Regions from separate parts of the Mus musculus genome. Here region 1 is linked to region 2. Evidence: chromatin contacts called from public Hi-C data. All regions are on one chromosome and are shown on one strand. The core of a region is the stretch at or near the end of the contact, and the rest is flanking DNA. Distances in the headings are between cores, read along the strand shown. Region 1 overlaps Spdl1 (spindle apparatus coiled-coil protein 1). Region 2 overlaps Dock2 (dedicator of cyto-kinesis 2).

The links. A called contact is a pair of places that touch in the nucleus more often than the background predicts.
Region 1: a Hi-C map of bone marrow-derived macrophages shows a contact between it and region 2, with 39 read pairs. The contact joins two enhancer-like sites. A contact is called at or near these places in 9 of 484 Hi-C or Micro-C datasets (the 63-12 cell line, B cells, ECoMG myeloid progenitors and 6 more) and 1 of 9 other capture datasets (liver).

The regions. Positions count from the first base shown.
Region 1 is chr11:34,812,888-34,818,641 of GRCm38.p6, reverse strand. It overlaps Spdl1 (spindle apparatus coiled-coil protein 1), which reads left to right. Exons shown (of 12, transcript NM_027411.2): 11 at 4,968-5,316. Among named protein-coding and RNA genes, the nearest start is that of Spdl1, 18 kb to the left of the region's middle. Within about 2 kb of position 3,606, at least 2 of the 459 cell types and tissues checked have an H3K27ac peak or open chromatin away from gene starts, as enhancers often do. A contact at or near this core is called in bone marrow-derived macrophages, where this site is marked.
Region 2 is chr11:34,725,443-34,731,368 of GRCm38.p6, reverse strand. It overlaps Dock2 (dedicator of cyto-kinesis 2), which reads left to right. Exons shown (of 52, transcript NM_033374.3): 6 at 3,903-4,051. Among named protein-coding and RNA genes, the nearest start is that of Gm51858, 33 kb to the right of the region's middle. Within about 2 kb of position 4,513, at least 10 of the 459 cell types and tissues checked have an H3K27ac peak or open chromatin away from gene starts, as enhancers often do. A contact at or near this core is called in bone marrow-derived macrophages, where this site is marked.

The sequences.
Region 1 (5,754 bases), core at 2,357-4,856, 88 kb before region 2:
ATAATCTTCTTTATTCTGCCTCCTGAATGGAATCAAAGATGTGTGTTTCATTTCGTTGAAGCAGCTGATACCGAGAGCTAGACCAGTTACAGAAGAACTAGCAAGACTTCTGTTCTAGGACTTTCTCCTTCCTTCCTCTCTCCCTAACTCCCTCAGCCCATCTTTCTCCCCTTCTGATGAACCTCTGGAGGAGCATTCCAGGACTGATGGAGTACTGTGCATGTTAGGATCCAGGCTCTTTAGATGTTGTCTGTTGCCATTCCATTGACCAGAAACTAGTCATGTGTCCCAGGACTCACCACCAGAAATGCAGAGAAGATGTAGTTTTGACCTCAAGAGCTATCCATATTGAGAGTTCTAATTGTTTTTCTTCTGACACATAGTAATTGGACACAAGGGTGCAATGTGATGTTTCCACTTATGTATTGTATAATGTTCAAATCAAGGTAAATTAATATCCATTCCTGTAGAAACATCTCAGAATTACTCATGATTTTAAGTTGAATATCTTATACTTTATCCTTTTGAAGTTGAGAAAACTCTTTGAAAGTTTTCTTCCTAACTCTGACTTACAAAGTACGTTATTGTTAACTGTGGCTGTCATGGTGTTAGAGCTCCCAGGCATAGGAGATCACATAATAGTTACTTTTTAAGCATGTATTTATTATTGCATGTGAGTGTGTACCTGTATGTATGTGTGCTTACACAGCACAGCATGTGTGTGCTGATCAGACACCAACATTGTAAGGCTGGATCCCTCTTTCTACCTCTGCAGTTCCTAGAGCATGAAGTCGCATTCTCAGGCTCATGAGGCAAGCAACTACCAGTGAGCCATCTCCTAGCCCCTATTTTGCCTTTTTATAAAGTCAGATTGTTTGTGAGGTATTTTGGTTTGGGGTTTTTATAATTTGTAGACACTAATGTTGTATCAGGCGTGTAATTTGCTGATGTTTCCTTCTACCCTGTAGATGCTTTTCATTGCTTCCTTTGCTGTTCCAGGGATCTTAGGGTGATACAGGGCCTCATGTTTATTTTTGCTTTGATTGCTTGTGCTTTCTTCACGAGCTCAGTCATGCAGCCATCACTCTGTTTTCTTAGCGCAGTTAATTGAAGAGCTCCTCCTTTCCCTGTCCCATGTTCTGACGTTGTGAACATATGAGCTGAGTGGTGGGGGTTGGTTACTTCCCAGCTCTTTGTTCAGTCTGTACTCGTGTTCCTTCTATTGCTGCCTTCCTTGGGGTCTGAAAACATTTCATGGGACCTGGGTTTGGGTTTGGTTTTTGTTCGTTTCTGTTCAGAATTGGTTTTTTCCTAATATGTGATCTTCATATGCAGTAGAGAAGATGGGAATTCTACAGCTGTTGGATAGACTGTTTTGTGAGTTTGTATCAGCTCCATTGAAGTGTAGAGTACACTTGAAATGCACCATGTTGCTGATTTTATCTGGATGACTTCCATGGCTGTAAGTGGGGTGTTGCCCTCCACAGTTGTTGCTTGTCCAGCTGTCCCTCTAATACAGATTTGATCACGCCTGCATGGCATGCTTCTGTGTATAGTTATACTACAGACCTGGTCTGGGCCCCTTTATTGTTCCTCCATGTCCCAGCCTTATGGTTTTGATGTGAAGTTTATTTGACTTGACAAATATCTCACTTTCTCTGGTGGAGTACATCTTTATTCATTCATTTTTAGCCTCTGCATATCCTTGTAGATGACCAAGTCTCGTGTTGGCATCGTCATTTGCTCTTGTTTTTGTAATCCCTTCAGCTACTCTCTGTCTTACTAGATTATGTGATCCGTCTGCATCCAGGGCAATTACTGACCACTAAGAACCTGCTGCTGCTGCTGCATTGCGGCTGGTTTTCTAGTGTGCCTTTTCTTCCTTTCTTTTCTCCTACCATCTTCACTGCTGAGTAACGTTTCTTAGTCATTACGTTTGGTTCCCTGCCTTAGATTTTAACTTTTTACTTATAATGACCATGAAGCCCATAAAGAACCTCTTAATATGTAAAACAAGTTATGCTGAACAGAGCTGTGACCGTTTTCACTACAAAGGCAAAACCAAAACAAACTACCCTTCCCTTAGCTTCATTTCTCTTCTTGTTTTTAGTTTTGTTGTCAAATTTTAAATCATTTTATATTTCTTATCCTGTAAGAATTGATTGGAATTGTTCCTTTGTTAGTGTTTTTAAATCTTCCTGCTGAGAGCACAGGGGCTGTGGCTCTCAACTTTGAATATTCAAGGATTTTCTCTGAGTATTTCAGGGGTTAAACCTTCAGATACTTCTTCCACACTCAAAATTTATTTCTATGTATATGAGTGTTTTGTCTGCATGTCTGTCTGTACACCATGTACATGCCTGGTGCCTGCAGAGATCGGAAGATGTCAGATAACCCGGAACCGGAGTTAAGAATAGTTGTGAGCTGCCATATGGTTGCTGGGAACTGAACTCAGGTCCTCTGGAAGAGCAGCTAGTGCCCTTAACCACTGAGCATGTCCCTCCTCCCCAGCTTCGCATGGTTTCATGGTGCACATTTGCATTGTCTCTTATTTTTTGGTTTTGGTTTTGGTTTTTCGAGACAGGGATTCTCTGTGTAGCCCTGGCTGTCCTGGAACTCACTCTGTAGACCAGGCTGTCCTCGAACTCAGAAATCGCCTGCCTCTGCCTCCGGAGTGCTGGGATTAAAGGCGTGCGCCACCACCGCCCGGGGTATCTTCTCTTTCTTTTGAGCATCCTTTAGCTTTTATTAGGGAAGGGTGTCCGGCAGCTTTCCCCTTCAGTATCTGAAGTCCCCTGCAGTGCTGCCATTCTCTCACCTGCCCTGTGCTGCTCTTGAATGTTCTCTTTGACCTTTGAGAATTTGACTCTGTCCAGACTTTTGATCTTCCCATCTTTTTACATTTCTTGGGTTTATAGAGTTTTCTGTTATTCCTTTGGATAAACTTTGCACTTTTTGTCATTCTCTAGTTTTCTTCTGGACACCTTTGGATGGTATCTCCTAAAATGCTGACATTTTCTTTCTTCCTTCTCACTCATTTTCGTTTTCTTCTTTATTTTCAAGCAGCCTATCTTTAAAGCTCACTATTCTTTACTCTGGTTGATCAGTTCTGTGGTTTATGTCATCTACTTCAATTTTCACTGGTTTTTTTCCTTATATTTTTTGTTATCTGGAAGGATAATTGATGGAAATAAAGATTCTTATTCCACCTTTCATCTTGACTTTTTTCTTCCCTCCCTCCCTCCCTCCCTTCCTAACTTTGAGAGGTTCTCAAAGTTATATATGCAGTCTTGGTGAGTGTAGAACTCGTTGTATACTCCATACTTGAATTCGAGAACCTACTGCTGATGCCTGCTAAGTGCTGGAATTAAAGCTGTGCGCCATCATTCCTGACTCAGAGTTCTGTCCATTTTGATGGGGGAAATATCCTACATCTAATTACTCAGGAAATAGCCTGCCTATCCAGTCTTTGCAGCTGATCTATTGCAAACAGTGGGTTGTATGGTATAGAGGTTGAAAGTTAGAAAGTCAGTGTTAAGAAATGTATGAATTCTGTGCTTCTGACCCATCTCCTCCCCAGAAGGCTGGGTTAACTAACATGTTAGGTTTAAGGATTCTTCACCAGGTCCTTTGCCTAACTCGGCAGTCATCTCTGGGAACTCTATTAAGTCTCACCACTAGGGGGAGGTGTTCACAATAGAAAGATTTTTTTTTATAGTTTTTTTTTTTTTTTAAAGGCGTCTTTATCCTTTTTTTTCTCTTTGACTCCAATAGGCTCCCCTGATTAAGAATCACCCATTATGACATTGCCATGTTTCTGCCTTGATGATAATGGACTGAATTTCTGAACATATAACCCACCCCAATTAAATATTATCCTTATGAAAAGAAAAAATTACCCATTATGAATTTCTAAGGTCTGCCAACCTAGCAAAGACTCGAGGTGGTGGGAGTCAGGGTGATTGAGAAGCACAGAGGAAAAGAGAGGTGGGGTCTGGCTGACCTGAGAGCAGCAGCGCGAGCAGGGAGCCTTCCTGTGCAGGACCTCAGGCCGCTGATGTGCTGATGTTGAAAATGAAAGGGCACATTGATGTGTCGGTGGGAGGAAGGCATTAGGGCAAGTCACTGAGTGGCTGTGGGACCCTCATAGGGGATCAGTAGGCCATGAGGATAGGGGCTCTGCAGTAGCTGCTGGGAGGCAGGGTGTGGTTGGGACTGGGGAAACGTGCATCACACAAGTGGCCAGCATCTGAATATATTTTATAGATGAGTCCAGTAGGCATACATTACCAATATTCAGAGTTCCATCCTTCATTTCATCTCTACAAGACAGTACTGAATGAAGCAGGTTTGGTGTTCTTTAATTTAAAGATATCGAAGTGCAGAGAAGTTACTGCCTGAGATCACCTGGCTGCAGTGTGGGACCCGATCCAGAACTCCTGGACTCGGCCACTGCTGCCTTCCCTCCCAGAGGTTTCAGGAAGATGGCCTGCATTCCTGCTGTCACCTGCACATCCTGGTCAGCCTGGGCTTTCTAGATTACAGAATCGACAAGGAAAACATTGCAGATAGTCTTAGAAGACAGAGTTGATGGTGTGTGGGGCCCGAGCTGGAGTTCAGCGAGGGTAAAGCCTGGAGTCCTTTCCTGGACCACAGAAAGAGAACAGTGAAGAGTGCCTGCCAGAGAGACGGGGTGAAAACAGAGGAAGGAAGCAGAAATGAAGATGACCAGGAGAGTGAAGGAGGCTGGAAGGAGAGCCAAGAAAATGGGGACATACCACGTGTGTGGGGTGCTCAACATGCAGTATATACTTACATGAAAATTAAAAGTATATATTTTATCAAAGAGAAAAGTATATCTTCAGAGTACCAAAAAGAGAAATGAGTTTATGTATAACTCACTGAGTTTCCTTGGGTTGTGTCTTTGTTTTATTCAATAAGCATATATTTTAATGACTGTTTTTCAGAGAGAATTGAAGTACCTGTACTCAAAAGGAGGCGCGAGGTGCTGCCATTGAATATAACCACGCCAGAAGAAACAGAAGAAACAGCTGCTGCCAGTGCCACTGAGGATGGAGTTTCTAGACTCCCACCTCACAGGGAGGAGGAATCCTGTCTTAATAGCTTAAAAGATAACACTGTGCAGTGGAAACAGCCAGCCTCTTCATGTGTGCAGCCAGCCAGCCTCTCTCCTCATAAGAACCTGCATCTGGATACACAGCCGAAGAAGGAGAAGAAGTGTGTGAAGCTTGTGGATAGTCCGGCCAACATTGAGGTCTTACATGAACAAAGTGGGAATACCCCCAATTCTCCCAGGTCAGTGTCTTTCTGCCTGGCTGCCAGTAGCCTTCTCCATCATTCCTTTCTCACCGCCTGCATTGTGCCGTGTGGCTCTGTCTATGTTCCCAGCACTGTGTGCACTGGAGCCCTGCAGTCTGGGCACTGTGTGCACTGGAGCTCTGCAGTCTGGGCACTGTGTGCACTGGAGCGCTGCAGTCTGAGCACTGTGTGCACTGGAGCTCTGCAGTCTGAGCACTGTGTGCACTGGAGCCCTGCAGTCTGGGCACTGTGTGCACTGGAGCTCTGCAGTCTGAGCACTGTGTGCACTGGAGCTCTGCAGTCTGAGCACTGTGCACTGGAGCCCTGCAGTCTGAGCACTGTGCACTGGAGCTCTGCAGTCTGAGCACTGTGTGCACTGGAGCCCTGCAGTCTGAGCACTGTGTGCACTAGAGCTCTGCAGTCTGAGTACTGTGT
Region 2 (5,926 bases), core at 3,264-5,763:
AAGGACACTGAGACCCAGAGAGGTTACGTGCTTTCTTTGAAGCCACATAGCTAGCAGTGACAGCTATAATCAATGAGGTCGGGTGGAAGCCTTGTGTTTTAAAACAGGTGCAAAAGCTGTTGACCTTGGGTTTGCATATGAAGTGCCTTGATATCTGTTCATAAAATAAATCCTCCAGGTCTTTAATATTCTCAGGGGATTTGATTTGGTGTGTGGCTGACGTTCTGAAAGATGCCCTTATCATATGTTAATTAACTGATGGCCATTGTCTTCAGATCTGTGAAGAAGCTTTGACCCTGAAAAAAAAACAAAGACCACATTTTATGTGTTTTCTCTGTTTCAAAGCAATTTTAATTTAAAATCCTCCTTTGATGCGTCAAAGTGCCAGATGAAAACAATTAGCCAAGCCAACCACGAGGCTGAGAGGGGAACGTCAAGCAAACTTCCTGCGAGTTTGTTACAGCCCCGTGCGCACCCATTGATGTGTGCCCGCTGCCTGTAGACTATAGTCTATGGTAGATATTAACACCATGTGGAAATCTCCTAACAGGAGGAAATTAGCATATCCAGTTCTGTAAGGTTCCCAAAGGCTGTCAGTAAAACGTAGAGTATGTATTTTTCTGCTGTTCATTACTGTACCTGAGGCATGCTGACTTATAAAGAGCCATTCTTAATGGCAAATTTCCTGGGTGGTGCTGAATAGCAACATAGTGAGGGATACATGTGTGCTATCTAATAGATGCTCCTTATCTTTGATTCAATCATTGGGGTTCCTAAAGCCTACCCTCTAAAAATCCCAGTTGAGTTACATTTTGACCCCTATTTCCTCCCAACTCAGATAAAAACCTAGCTCATGAAACCTGGGATAAGAATCTGGCGCAATAATCCTTGCAGATCACTCAAATCATACAGCAAACAGAATCCTTGTGGCTTGAGTGAGTCCTTGTTCCTCTTCACTACTCTCCCTAAAACATCTTTACATATGTACTGTGGACAGCTGATATGCTCCTCCAAGAAATGGCTCTATAGCAAGTCAGCCACGCTGTCTACTCTGCAAATAGAAATAGTCAAATGTCAGTGGTTTCATTATTGGGTCTATGACTTTTGCCCTGCCTGCACAGCGTATATTGGACCCTTAATACCTAAATTTGGTGTCCTTTTAGTAAATTTACATGAAAATAATTTATATGAAGAATGTTTCAGCATGCCCTGTTATCCCAATATCACATTTCTGATTACTCTAAGCCATGTACATGCCTGACAATTCAATTAGCCGCTGATTGTCTAGAAGTTAGCCTTAGACTCCTTGCTTAGCCTAGGATTCAGATGTTAGTTACAGCCAGGGTCCCTAGGATATTTGTGTTTCTGTTGCAGTTGGCTACAAATTGAGGATCCTCACTGCCTCTCCCCACCTAGGGGACCACCTTCTAATTCGTAATTCATTAAAATTATGTAGGCTTCATAATTCATTAAAATTTCCCAGATCATGGGAAAGTGCTATATATAAGATGGCAGCTGCATTGTAAAGGGTATAAATGCAGGATCTGCCTGATGGAAGAGACAGGTAGTGCAGTCATATCTTCTCTACTTGAGCCACCCTTGCCAGTTCATAAATGCCTACCACTTGGGATTCTCCACCAACTTGTTGCTCAAGAGTCTTAATTAAAGTTGCAGTACATAAACTTTAATGCATTGCAGCGTCTGATCTTGGAGAGATGAGGTAGTTCAGAGCCAGCCTGAAAATCCCATCCCCTAATCAATTCTGTGGCTGTTTTTTTCTGGTCTTCAGAGCCTCTCCTGAAGCTGTCTAGGGGTCCAGTAAAGTTACAGTGTTAGCACAAAACCAACAATGGATGGCAGAAGCTCTTTCAAAACCACCAAATGGCATTTCTATTGCTTAGTATGTCTTTTAAGGGCCTTATGAACACTGTTCTAGGCCAGAGAAAAAGACTAAATATATGTTTTTCATTATAATACAATACTTTTGCTAAGAGAGGGGTGAAAGCATTTGTCATAGTTAGAAGATCATTTTCCAAATAAATGCAATAAAAACAAGACAGGCCAGGAGTGTCAGAACACTCGCCTAGGCATGGGTCCCTGGACCACATAAAATGGAGAGAGTGATCTGAGCGCTAGTATGCACCCATTGCTCTCCTCTGAGCGCTAGTATGCACCCAATGATCTCCTCTGAGCGCTAGTATGCACCCATTGATCTCCTCTGAGCGCTAGTATGCACCCAATGATCTCCTCTGAGTGCTAGTATGCACCCATATGCTCTCCGATATCCTAAGGTTCACGAGATGTGACCAGCTGCTTCAGGCTCCTGCTATCTTAACTTTCCTACCATGATGCACTGTACTTTGAACTATGAGCAGGAATAAATTCTCCATCCCTTGAGTTGCTCATTGTCAGGGTAATTTTTATCCCAGCAACAGGACAAGCAGCCAAGACCAGAAACCCAGCACTATTACTCGGTGATTGTTACAGTACTTGTCAAAAAGCTCTGTGCCCTTAACCTTCTTGTTCTTGATCAGAAATGGACTGGGCTGGGGAGGTGGTTCTGCGAGTAAAAATGCTTGCTGGGCAAGCAAGAGGATCTGGGTTTGGATTCTCATACCCTGTGTGAAAGTCACATGGATAGTGTAACCATCTGCAATCTCAGTCCTCCTGACCAGAGACGGGAGGCAGAGATGAGAGAATCCCTGGATGCCCCCAGACCACCCGGCCTGGCAGACACAGCAGGAAATACAGCAAGAGACTTTGTAGGAGAGGAGAGGGGCCTTTCCTCTGTCCTCTACATATATACCATGTAGCAGATTTGTCTGTATTCATATACCCCCACACCCATCATATAATATAGCAATACACACCATAACACATGTGTAAGAAGAAACTATGACTTTCTTTTCCTGTTAAACAAGATGGAAAGAAAATGAGGATCACATGGTGGGTTAGAGTAACTTGACATTATACACCTGCCCACATATTCTGCATCCTACAAAAACCATGTCTTGGGAAACAATGCCCTAACCATAGCCCCTTCTATGAGAGAAGGTGTCCTGGCTCCCAGTCTTAAAGGGCCCAAGTTCTGTTGCTTTCATTATAGCAGATGTTCATGTGCACCAAGTCTATTTGTGTTGGAAATTCTCCCCACCCCCACCTTGACCTGAAAGAGATGACTTAAGAGTAGTGATGTTTGCCTTGGTCATTGATTCTAGTTCTATAGTTTGACATGGCATCGCAGTAGCAGGGACACAGAGAGGAGAAGAGCTGTCTACATCATGATGGACAGGAAGCAGAGGGTGGGGCATGGGGCCCAAGACTGATATACCCTCCAGTGGTCCACCTTCCAAAGAAGAGCCATCAATAAGACCAAGCATCCGGTACTCAAGCCTTAACACCTTTCTGGGTCCAAGTCAGAAAATCTTTTCTTTTCCTGTGTCTTTAGTTATTTTATTTCTTTACCAAAGGAAGGAAATGTTTGAAAAAACGGACTTTTTTGAGTATAGCTGTTGGGTTTATTTTTTATTTTTATTTTATGTGTATGAGTGAATTGCCTCTGTCTGTGTACTACAAGCATGTCTATTCCTGCAGAGGCCAGAAGTGGGGGAGGGACAGACCTGGAACTGGAGACCAACAAGTGTTATCAATTGCTGAGTCACGTTTCCAGGCCTGGCTGCTAGATTATTATTATTTTTTTAAACCAAGAAGTGATCAAGAATATTTCTGCTTTGGGGAATTCCAGTGGCCCAAGGGGAAGGACCATATTGGCAGCCGAGCACCAATTCTGTCCCTTTGCAGCTGGGTAAGGCTGGGAGAGTGGTCAGATTGTACTCACCCAACTGTGGCCTAGCTTGCCAAATACCTTTGGGTAGGCATTCACGATTGCTTCCATCTCATAGGCCAGCAAAAAGGAACGCTTCCTCCAAGTGCAGTCCATGATGTACGACCTGATGGAATGGCGCTCTCAGCTCCTCTCAGGAACGCTACCCAAGGATGAGCTGAAGGAACTGAAGCAGAAAGTCACATCGAAGATCGACTATGGCAACAAGTACCTCACGCCTCTGCAAATTGGCTTCCCTTTCCTAGCCTCTCCTTCCTTTTCTCTCCTGGAGAAGTCTGCTTTCACTTCAGACTCTGGAGTCTGCCACTCTCTATTTGGGAGAAGGCTGTTATCTTAGCCTTGCCTCTGTGTCTTTGCGATCACGCCCTGGGGTCCCAGGGACACATGAGCGGAATGGAGGCTTGCTTATGCAGTGGCTATTACTAGGTACTGCACAGGTTTAGGACACTATTTAACTACATCCCAGGGACAGGGGAGTATAGACACCCTCACGTTCAGCTTGATGCCTCTTTACCTCTGCTTTGACAAAGCTCTCCTTTAAGTCCTGGTGTGAGGTTTAGTGTCCCTTCCCCCATTTGAAGTTATCCAAGCCACCTGCCTCCAGCTAGCTCACACAGTTACAAAAGTGTTTACCAAATGGAAAGAGAAGCAAGAACGGCTTGAGATTTGAATGCTTTGGCATAAAGAAGGAAATGAAACAAATTGCCGAGGCAAGCTAATAGCAGTAACAGTGTTAGAACTAACACTGGATTGGAGCTTATTAAGCACCAGGCTTTGTGCTGAGTTTCTCACAGGCATTGTTTCACTTAATTCTTTTAATAACTCCGTAGGATGTGTAGTTTTATTACACCCATTTTATTCTTCATTTTAGACGAGGGAACTGAGGTTCTTACAGACTCGAGGTTGGGGCTGGAGAGATGTCTCCAGAGTTAAGAGCGCTCATTGCTCTCACACGGGATGCTGGATGCCAGTTCAGTGCCCCACACAAGCATGGTGACTCACAACTGCTTGTAACTCCAGCTCTAGAGGATCTAGCCCTCTCTTCTGGATTCTGAGGGAATCTGCGCTCACACATGTGTGCACACATAAACACACAGTTAAAAATAAAATAGTTCTTTTTTTTTTAAGGGAGTGAAGTTAATTGTTCAAAGTTCTATAGCTAGTCAATGGCACCCCCAGGCTATAGACTTAAGCTGTGTTAGAAAAGAATTAAGCCCCACCCCTCTTTTTCAGTTTTTTGAATGCCCTGTGTATATTTTCACTTATTCCAACATAAATGTGTGAAGCCATTATAATTGGATTGATTTTCTATTAGGTGTGGGTGCTGCAAAAATGCAAGTCCCTATCCATGAAGGGTTACCAGTGGCTGCCGTCCAGTCCAGTTAGGAGTATGTTATGAGTGAGCACTTGTCTACTGTCATGAGTTTGATAGCTTAGTATTCAAGAAGCAAGAATATTTTTCATAGGGGAAGCTCTGTGGAGGAGATGGTCCTTGGGCTTTGGAGGATAAAGGGTTTTTAAGTAAAAAGTGAATACCAGGGTGCAGGAGAGGTCACAGCCTGCTTAGACTGCAGAGAGGGGAACTGAACCCTGAGCCTGAGGGGAAGGAACCCTCCAGAGAATAGGGTGAGCTTACTTGGTAGTCAGGCTCTCTGGCCTTCATCATGCTCACCAGGATGGGGCTCCAATGCAGAGAGCTGAGGCCAGAGTCTACCTGCTTCCCATCCCAGAGGCTCATCCTACTGTCTTGGAAGTGTATCCAAATCTGTTTCCACGGAGTGTCATCCCACAGTGATAGGTTGCTATGCAGACGCTTCTGCCATGCCTAGGCTGATGTCTTCAGTTGAACACAAAGCATGTGAGAATTGGAGGTGTTTTCTGCTTTACAGAGTAGCCTTCAGATGCTATCTCCTCAGTGGACCTCCTGAGGTCTAGGGTGGTAGAAATGGCTGTCACTTGTAATAAGGCCTCCTCATTTCCCTTACTGACCACCCGGCTATGATACGTGTCCCTGCAGCCCCTGTGCACCTGGGATAGCCATCATCCCCTCCGCTCTGCCTTTCCTCACATCCAGAGACCCTC